2 separate regions of the Zea mays genome follow, and region 2 is linked to region 1. Evidence: chromatin contacts called from public Hi-C data. All regions are on one chromosome and are shown on one strand. The core of a region is the stretch at or near the end of the contact, and the rest is flanking DNA. Distances in the headings are between cores, read along the strand shown. Region 1 holds the start of LOC103645703. Region 2 holds the start of LOC103644219 (polygalacturonase ADPG2).

What was found. Hi-C and Micro-C count contacts between places; a contact is called where the count stands out from the background.
Region 2: a contact with region 1 is called in a Hi-C map of bundle sheath, with 4 times the contacts expected there. The contact joins the promoter of LOC103644219 here to the promoter of LOC103645703 in region 1. A contact is called at or near these places in 13 of 25 Hi-C or Micro-C datasets (bundle sheath, ear, endosperm and 4 more) and 1 of 3 datasets of contacts at active chromatin or transcription factors (seedling).

The regions. Positions count from the first base shown.
Region 1 is chr1:297,688,152-297,692,457 of Zm-B73-REFERENCE-NAM-5.0, forward strand. It overlaps LOC103645703, which reads left to right and starts at 1,986. Exons shown (of 11, transcript XM_020547016.1): 1 at 1,986-2,103.
Region 2 is chr1:297,830,177-297,835,036 of Zm-B73-REFERENCE-NAM-5.0, forward strand. It overlaps LOC103644219 (polygalacturonase ADPG2), which reads left to right and starts at 3,409. Exons shown (of 3, transcript XM_008667417.2): 1 at 3,409-4,051; 2 at 4,150-4,378; 3 at 4,472-4,860. The coding sequence starts at 3,494.

The sequences.
Region 1 (4,306 bases), core at 736-3,235:
TCTCTTTCATTCTTTCTTGTGTTCAATACTCACTTGTAACCAAGGCAAGAGACACCAACTGTGTGGTGGTCCTTGCGGGGAGGTTTTGCTCCCGGTTGATTTGAGAAGAGAAAAGCTCACTCGGTCGAGAGGGACCGTTTGAGAGAGGGAAAGGGTTGAAAAAGACCCGGCCTTTGTGGCCTCCTCAACGGGGAGTAGGTTTGAGAGAACCGAACCTCGGTAAAACAAATCCTCGTGTCTCACTTCATTATTTGCTTGCGATTTGTTTTCACGCCCTCTCTCTCGGACTCGATTATATTTCTAACGCTAACCCGGCTTGTAGTTGTGTTTATATTTGTAAATTTCAGTTTTGCCCTATTCACCCCCCTCTAGGCGACTTTCAGTCCCCCTAGTTTATGAGATCACGATAGTTGGCGCGCCAGATAGGAGAACATAAGCAGCCAAGTGACACCTTCCACTCTGATGGCTCAATCATCAGCGTTCATCGGCGGCGAGACCTTTATGTCCGAGAGCTGCATCACGTTCGATTCCCTTGACTTCCCCCCACCGCCACCGGTGAGCTTCACCTCGCCGACACCAACGCGTTCGCCGCGACGGGCGCAAGACACGCTCTGCCACCACCAAAAGTAAGGCAAAAAATCAACGCCTCAAGAGGCGTGCCGCCGCCCTCAATCGACGCCTTAACAGGCTCGCAGATCGACACCAACAGGGTGTTTGGTTTTGGAACAAATTTTTAGTCTCTTTTAGTCCCTTGCCGGACGCATGGACCAAAAGAGGGATTATCTCTATTTTAGGCGGTGTTTGGTTTCTTAGAACTAGTATTTAGTCCCTCCATTTTAGTCCCTTTTAGTCTCTCAATTGCCAAACACAGGGACTAAAATATGAATTATCTCTATTTTAATATATGTGTTTAGTAATTTAGAAACTAAAAGAGACTAAAATTAATAGACTAAGGGCCTGTTTATTTCGTTGGAATTGAATTCCATTTTAATAATTATAATTTGGACAAAACTAATTAAGTTTATATATTTATATATGTAATATATTGTATATTATCCTAAATCATATGAGAGAGATAGTTATATACTACATTTATGTTATAAAGGCGTAAGTAGAAGAATGTGCTATAAGTTGTACATCGGAAAAATAACATGTAAATCTATAGAATCCATTTCCATCTCTCACCCCATGAATTTGAGGTAGACTTATATGATAACTTTGGAAAGTGGTGGAATGTCATATTCTAAAAAATAGCCTATTCCATTAGTAAGATTCCAATTCCTCGAAATGAAAGAAAACAAACGGGGCCTAAAAATAAATCCCTAGAAACCAATCACCTCCTTAGTAGGTGTCTGTTTAGGATTATAAGCTGATCAGATTACATAATCTAGCAAATTTTGAACTAACACTTAGTTCAAAAGTTGTTGGATTATATAATCCGGATAGATTATAATCTCAAACAAACACCCTCTTAGGGGATGTTTGGGATGGCTCAAGGTTCCATCTTCAGTGTGGAGATATAGTTTATAATATTAATTTAAATAGTTTTAAAAATATTTTAATATGAATAATAAACAAAATAACTTATCTAAATATCTTCTAAAGTTTTACAACTCCAGCTCCATAATTTTATGATCACCTAATGACCTTCTTCACTAATTCTACTAAATTTTATGGAACTGAAGTTGTTCCAAAGAGGAGCTTAGTTAGTGTTTAGCAATAGGAACTAAAAGTGACTAGAATGGTTTGAGTTGGGCCGGGTATTCTTCCTGGGTCCTGAATGAAGGTGCTTCCTCGAGAGACCGATGGGATGGTTCGAGTTGGGCTGGGTATTTCAGAGGCCCCGCCCGTCGCATCTCACGTGTGCAGTGTGCTGTACATCTGCAGGTAACGAAAAAGGCACAAAACATCAGCCCGTAATACAGCATGCAAGCGAGGCCCACGTAAAACAAAGGCACAAAAAGGCAGATGCCAGTACAAGCCCTGCCCCTACGCAAGTCGCCACTGGCCACTGCTCACTCTCTCACCCACCCACTCTCCTACTGCGCGTTGACGAACGCTGTCGCTGGCTAGCTGCAGGCGGAGTTCGCTTTCGTCTTCCAGGTTAGTGCTTTTCCCGTTGCCTGTTCCACCCTGATGGCAGATCTAGCTTTACCCTACTGGCCGGTCCGAGCTCAATCTGTGGGAGCCCTCAGCTCTGTTGGTCGTCTATTGCATTGGTAGAGAGGTCAACGCGGTGAAGGAAGAGCTGAACTGAATCGGTCTTTAGTTTCTGTATGTCCCAGTATACTTAATGCAGATCCGTTTTACATTAGAAGAGTAATGCACATCATGGTATGATGAATACATACCAGATCCAGTTCTACATAAAAAAAAGCAATGCACGTCATATTTACAAATTTGTCAGACCTAATTTAGAAAAATAATAATATAATATACAAGAGGCGTAAGCACGTTCTTAATCCCTTCCCGCACGTCTCGCTTAGCAAATACAGAGGGAAAATAATGATGACAATTGGATAAGCTTATCACGTAGTATGGGTGCCGTACGATGACACATAATCATATAACAGTGTAACGGCCGGAAAACACATGAAAGCCCAGTGCCAAATTATCATGATGGATCCTTGACCCTTTCAACAAAAATATCCAAAAAATAAGTTAATATTAAAATAGGCATATAATCCATGTACCAGATACAAAAGTATGAGATACAAAACTGGTAAAAGAAAATACTACATTTTATCTTAGCTAAAAATTAAGAAATATACTAGTTAAAAAGGAGGTCTTTCTTTTTTAAAAATTTTAACAGGGTGAATGCGTGATACTATACGGGAGTCATGCTCTACGTGCGATTTCGTGTCATCGTGTTTGGACTTAGGCCTAGTTTGTTTTGAGGGATTAAACATTAGTCCATTCATTTTATTATCATTTAGTCTCTAAATTAACAAACAGTAGGACTAAAATATAGATTGAACTATTTTAGACTTTAGTCCTCGAGGGGTGACTAAAAATTTAAAAGAGACTAAACCATATTAATTTCACCTTTTTCTCTCGTTTTTTTCAGTTGCACTAATAGCGGGAGAATGCTAAAAGGTATTTTGATCTACTTATGATTAATTTAATGCGTTCTAAATATTTTTAGTTTATAGAACCAAACAATGACTAAGATTTAGTCGTCTAAGGTCATTCTCAGTGGAAGTTTTATTGTACGGTTTCTAAAAGTGACACATCAACTTTTATCTATAAAACAGTGTATTCTGAGTTTCATCTAGATAAAATCCTCTCTTCTCCCATAAAACCCTCTCCATCTCTCTCACCATAAATACCTTGCCATATCATCAAATATGATGATGTGTCTTATCATTTAACGAGAATAAAATTATGATAAAACTTCTACTGATAATGGCTCAACTAAGGCCTCTTTTGTTTGTCCCGGATTCATCCAGGAACTATTCTAGTTGACCAAAACTTATATAAATTAGATAAATAATTTAGATCCTGTTCGATTTTCAGGGATTCGAGCCTCGGATTGAATTCTAGCCGGATTACTTCTCTAATTTATATAGATTTTGACGAGCTGTAACGAATCCTGGTCTATTCCGGTACAACCGAACAGGCCCTTAGCTAGGAACCATTCCACGGTTAGTCCCTGCAAGGAACCATTAGGGCCTGTTCGCTTCTTCAGGAATGAACCCGAATTTATTCCAGCTCATTAAAATTTATATAAATTAGAGAAGTAATTTGGCCAGGAACTATTTCAAGGCTCCAATCCGTGAAAACCGAACAGGCCTTTAGCTGGTTTATAACGGCCTATGCGGAATGTAACAGCTCGTTAATAAAAGAGAAGCGAGGAAGAGAAACTGATCGTGCACGAAGCTCATGCTTCAGAAGAGAATCGAGGAAAGAGAAATTGATCGACGCACGATGTACCAAGCTCGTGCTTTAGAAAGAGTAGAGAGTAGAGAAAGGTGTAGAGATTTGCCGGTTTGGTGGCGGTACGCACGAGCAGGCGCCCGGCGGCGTACGAAATTAGCTCGGGGGCGTACAGGTCGCTCTCGTCTGGCTCGGGGCTGGGTCCGCTGCCGTGGTGGCCGTCCACCGGGCGAGCCGTCGAGGTACCCAATTTCTGCCATGGCGATCCGCCCGGACCAATGCTCGATTCTCCATCTGACCATCGTCGGTAAGCCTCCTGCCCCACTACCGCCCTCCAAAGCGGCGCGCGCGCCACCGCCATCTCCACCCACGCCCACCTTGCTGCCGCGGCCGCCCCGTACCGCTACCGCGCCCTCGATCTGACCCCACG
Region 2 (4,860 bases), core at 2,159-4,658, 140 kb after region 1:
TTATAGCGGAGCGGCAGTCCAGAAACCCGAAGGTGAAGAGTTGGAGTCGATCGACCCTGGTGCACAGGACACTGTCCAGTGCGTCAGACCAGGGTTCTCTTCGGTTTCTTTTGCTCCTTTCTTTTGAACCCTAACTTTACTCTTTTTATTGGTTTGTGCTGAACCTTTGGCACCTGTAGAATGTGTAATCTAGAGCAAACTAGTTAGTCCAATTATTTGTGTTGGGCAATTCAACCACCAAAATCATTTAGAAAAAGGTTTGACCCTATTTCCCTTTCATGTTGATTTGGTCAATTTTAGACATATTTTCCAAGCCTAATTTTATGGGTGGATATGGGTTGAATCAATTTTGAATTTGGTGTACAAACAAAGTTGTTTAGGTAGATCGATTATGTTTGCAAACACGTGGTTAGTTAGGGAATGCTTATCACTCCAAGTCTGCGGACTATGCATATTTCACGATATCAATAAATAGAAGATAGAAGTTCACAAAGCATCGTGTGCTTCTCGTCTTTTTAGCATATCACCGTCCCTTTTCTAAGGGTTTCTCAAGGTAACAGTCATGTTGCCGTGATGTGGAATATAATAGATTGCATCAGGGTAGTACGGTGTATCATCTTACTCTTGGTAGATCTTGTACTAAGCATTGTTATTGACAAGATGTGCTAGTTATCCTGTGTAGTGTAAATCTATCTTTATTTGTCTAAGCATCATGTTATTAAATTGATCTTATACTTCCAGATCTGTATCGCTCACTCGGTTGCTACATTCCACGATATACAACTGCAACATGTGCATATGACAACTCGAGAGTCTGATACGCACCTGACACCCAACTTTAAATGCTTTGACCGCGTTATTTGTTATGGATGGACCTCTTTGGGTCCTCAGTCATGTTTGTGTGTATGATCATCGACTCGTCGTCGCAAATGTCCTATAGTTGCTGACAAGAAACGTACTTTAGATCGGATCTCAGATGTTCCTATGAAAGGCTTGTTGTTTATATGGCCCTAGTTTCGGTTCACAATGTGGGTAATTCCAATAGTTTTTTGGCCCATCCACGCGCCTTCGGTTGTACGTGTTGCGTCCGTCTATCTATGACCAATAATATTCTAAACCATGATTCATACATGTTTATTTCCTTTTCGTTCACCTTCGATGCACGTTTACTTTTATTTACGTATTCTCTATAAACTTGGAAAAGATGATAATTGGCTCAAGGGAGTTGAATATTACAACTAGCACGGATCGATCCATGTGACCAAGCCAGAATTTGATGTTTACTTTGTTGTTGTACACCTGTAGAGCGATTCACGGACTGCCGCATACCCTCCCTGGTTGATAGGTTAAGTCAGGTGACACGCCAAGAACCCTTATTGCCTCTAACATTTAGAGATAGTCGGAGCTGCTTTAGAAGCGATGATCATAGTAGCAACGTTTCTCCTGGCTCCATGTGTGACAACTGCCCACATGATCGATCGTAGGTTTCCTAAGATGACACCTCCTGCTTTACTCTTCAAAACGATACACTCAACCGCAGTAATTTCTCTCCCTACAAGAAATGCATAGATGAAAGGGGATTTCTTGTTATGATAGGGATAATGGATTATATGTATTGAAAGTGAAAGAATTGTCTCATTAGATGTAAAAAAGGATAATTCACATCCCCGACCATCGTGGGCGAGGCGGTTGCCTCGTATAACTTATGGATATGGCATGCTTTTTCAGTGGCGGGATAGAACAACGACGTGAACGTGCTCAACCAATAATTAATTGTTCTTTGTCGACATGTTTTAAGGGTGAAGTAACAAAGGTGGACTTCATGGTAAACAGTTACGAGTATAACCGGAGGTACTACTTTGCTAATGGCATATATCTTCGATGGCCGGTATTTGTAAAGACCATCCTGCTCCCATAAAACTCCAAATAAGTGGATGTTTGTTGCATGCCTGAAAGATACACGGGAGGACATTCATATTCTTGCAACGCTAGGCTATTCTTTTTTCCCACCAGGCATTAGTGTGATTATTATACGTGTACGTGTACGTATCATTTTGTACAATATAATATAAAAATGAACGTGTACGATCGTATGACGTGGACGGCTATGAAAATAAGCAAATAAATTTTTTTTGTTGGGATTTCATGTAATTTGAAGGGGCACAATATGATTTTGTATGTTGTCATGGGCACTGAGTCTTTCCCTCCTGACTGAGACGGATGGGTGCCGGTGCCCCCGTCGGCGGGACAGTGGTACTGTGTACGTTATCACACAAGCCTTAACTGCGGATGGTGAAAACAACCGATAATGACCTCGATGCTGATCGGCAGACACGCACTGTACCTCGTCATCATCGTGACAGCCATCGTGGCTGTGCTTCGTTGTTCACCGCCGATCCGATCGATCTGCTGGACGGCCATCTGCTGCCACGCCCACGCGCACCGTCGGCTGGACGGCCGCCATCAGACTCCTGTCTCTTTGGGTCTCCCTGCTCCGATGAGTACTCATCTTGTCTCTCTTGCTAGAGCCTAGAGGTCCAGAACCGTCTCCAGCAGACACGCCTATACGGACTACAGATTCGGATGCGAATTCCCCCATACTGGGTCATATTATTACTATACAAAATAGAAACTCACTGAACAACTCGCTGCTCAAAACACAGCAAATTAACTGATATCGGTTTTCTTTTTTCTTTTCTTTTTCCTTTTTGAACAGATAAAGACCGAAAGGGCAACCAGAGCCACAGGCCACCAGCGGTGCAGAGCCTACGAGAAAGGACTGGACACTGCGGCTGCGGGCCCCCTACTACAATTTTACTTCCAGCAAAAAGTCGCAGCATAGATAGGCTTAACGGAACTGGGGGAAAAAGGACCTCCGAAAATGCAGTAGGGCAGGCCCGTGCAAATCTGGGCTAAGGAAGACAAATTCAAGCTGGGCTATGATTGGGCCTCTCTCCCTGCTAACATGATGGGCTCGGCTCATCTAGCACAGGGCACACCAAAGAATGGGGCTACTTGACCTGCACCAAGGTACATGTGCCAACTGTTTGGTGGCGAGATGCAGAATTCGAGAAATTTTGTCACGAGGATCCAGCAGGAGGCTCAGATTCAGGTTCTGTCACGGTACTCATTTTTATCCCTCTGGCGCAATACCTGAAGCAAGAATCTTATCCACGGGTTCCCTTCCGTCCGCAAGCATGGCTGCATGCTGCAGGCACGCTCCAGGCCAGCCTAACCTCTGCCCTCCGCGTGTGCGTGATCCTTCAACGGCAACGCAACCCCCAGACAGAATAGAATCCCTAGTTCGTCCCGGCGCGCGCGTCACGATCCCGACACCAAGCTGGGCAAAAACCAAAACTGCGTCGGCTCAGGTCCCCCGCGACCAGAATTTAAAGCTGAAGCCGCGAGCACGATCGCCTCCGACTTCAGTTCCGTGCTGACGACGCGATTCACTTCAGAGTTGAGGCCTGTCCATCGGTGCTTGGCGCTGCCCATGGCGTCCAGCATGAAGCCGACAATGCTCGCGTCCACGGCGGCCCTGCCCCTCCTCGCGCTCCTCCTCCTCCTCCTCCACCTCTCGTCCGGCGCTCTCGAGGCCGTAGTAGTAAGCGCGAGCAACGGCACCGCAGCCGACGGTGCGAGCTACACGTGCAGCGGGTCCCTGACGTGGCCGTCGTCGTCTCACCAGAGCGTGTTCAGCCTCGACCGCTACGGCGCCCGCGGCGACGGCAGGCACGACGACACGGGCGCGCTCGCCAGGGCGTGGGAGGCGGCGTGCGCCTCGCCGCGGCCGGCCGTCCTGCTCGTCCCCGGCGGCAGGCGCTACCTGCTCAAGCTCGTCGTCCTGCGTGGCCCGTGCAGGTCCCGCGTCGCGGTCACCGTGAAGGGCACCCTGGTGGCGTCGCCCAACAGGGCGGACTGGAGCGACAGCGACCGGAGGCACTGGATCGTGTTCCGGAGCGTCGACAGGCTCACTGTCCACGGCCGTGGCTCCATCGACGGCAACGGACACAGCTGGTGGCCGCACTCGTGCAAGATCAACAAGGCTCTGGTAGTATAAAGCTGTGGCGCCGACCGGTTCTAAAAACGAAGTGTGTGTGTCATGTGTGACCTCCTAACTGAACTGGCTTCTTCTCTCTTTCTCTATAGCCCTGCAAGGCGGCTCCAACGGCTCTGTCGTTCCACTACTGCACCAATCTAAGGGTGGAGAATCTCAAGATGATGAACAGCCAGCAGATCCACATGTCGATCGAGGACTGCGCCAGCGTGCAGGTGTCAAGGCTGTCCATCACAGCACCCGGCACGAGCCCTAACACCGACGGCATCCACATCACGCGCAGCAAAGATGTGCGCGTCACGAACTGCAAGATCAAGACAGGTACGTAGTAGTAGTAGCAGCCAACACGTACGCCAAGCCATGGACACCACTACTATGCCTTCAATTCAAACTTTTCCCTGCTCAATTTCGCAGGAGACGACTGCATGTCGATCGAGGACGGGACGCACGGCCTCCACGTCTCCGGCGTCGTCTGTGGCCCCGGGCACGGGATCAGCGTCGGGAGCCTAGGAGACGACGACTCGCGAGCGGAGGTCTCCGGCATCACCATAGACTCAGTGCAGCTACACGGCACCACCAACGGGGCCCGGATCAAGACGTACCAGGGAGGCAGCGGGTACGCCAGGGACATCACGTTCCAGAACATGGCCATGCACGGCGTCAGGAACCCGATCGTCATCGACCAGAGCTACTGCGACAGGGCCGAGGCTGAGCCGCCGTGCCGGGAGCAGAGGTCGGCGGTGCAGATCAGCGACGTCGTCTTCAGGAACATCCGGGGGACGACCGTCACCAGGGACGCCATC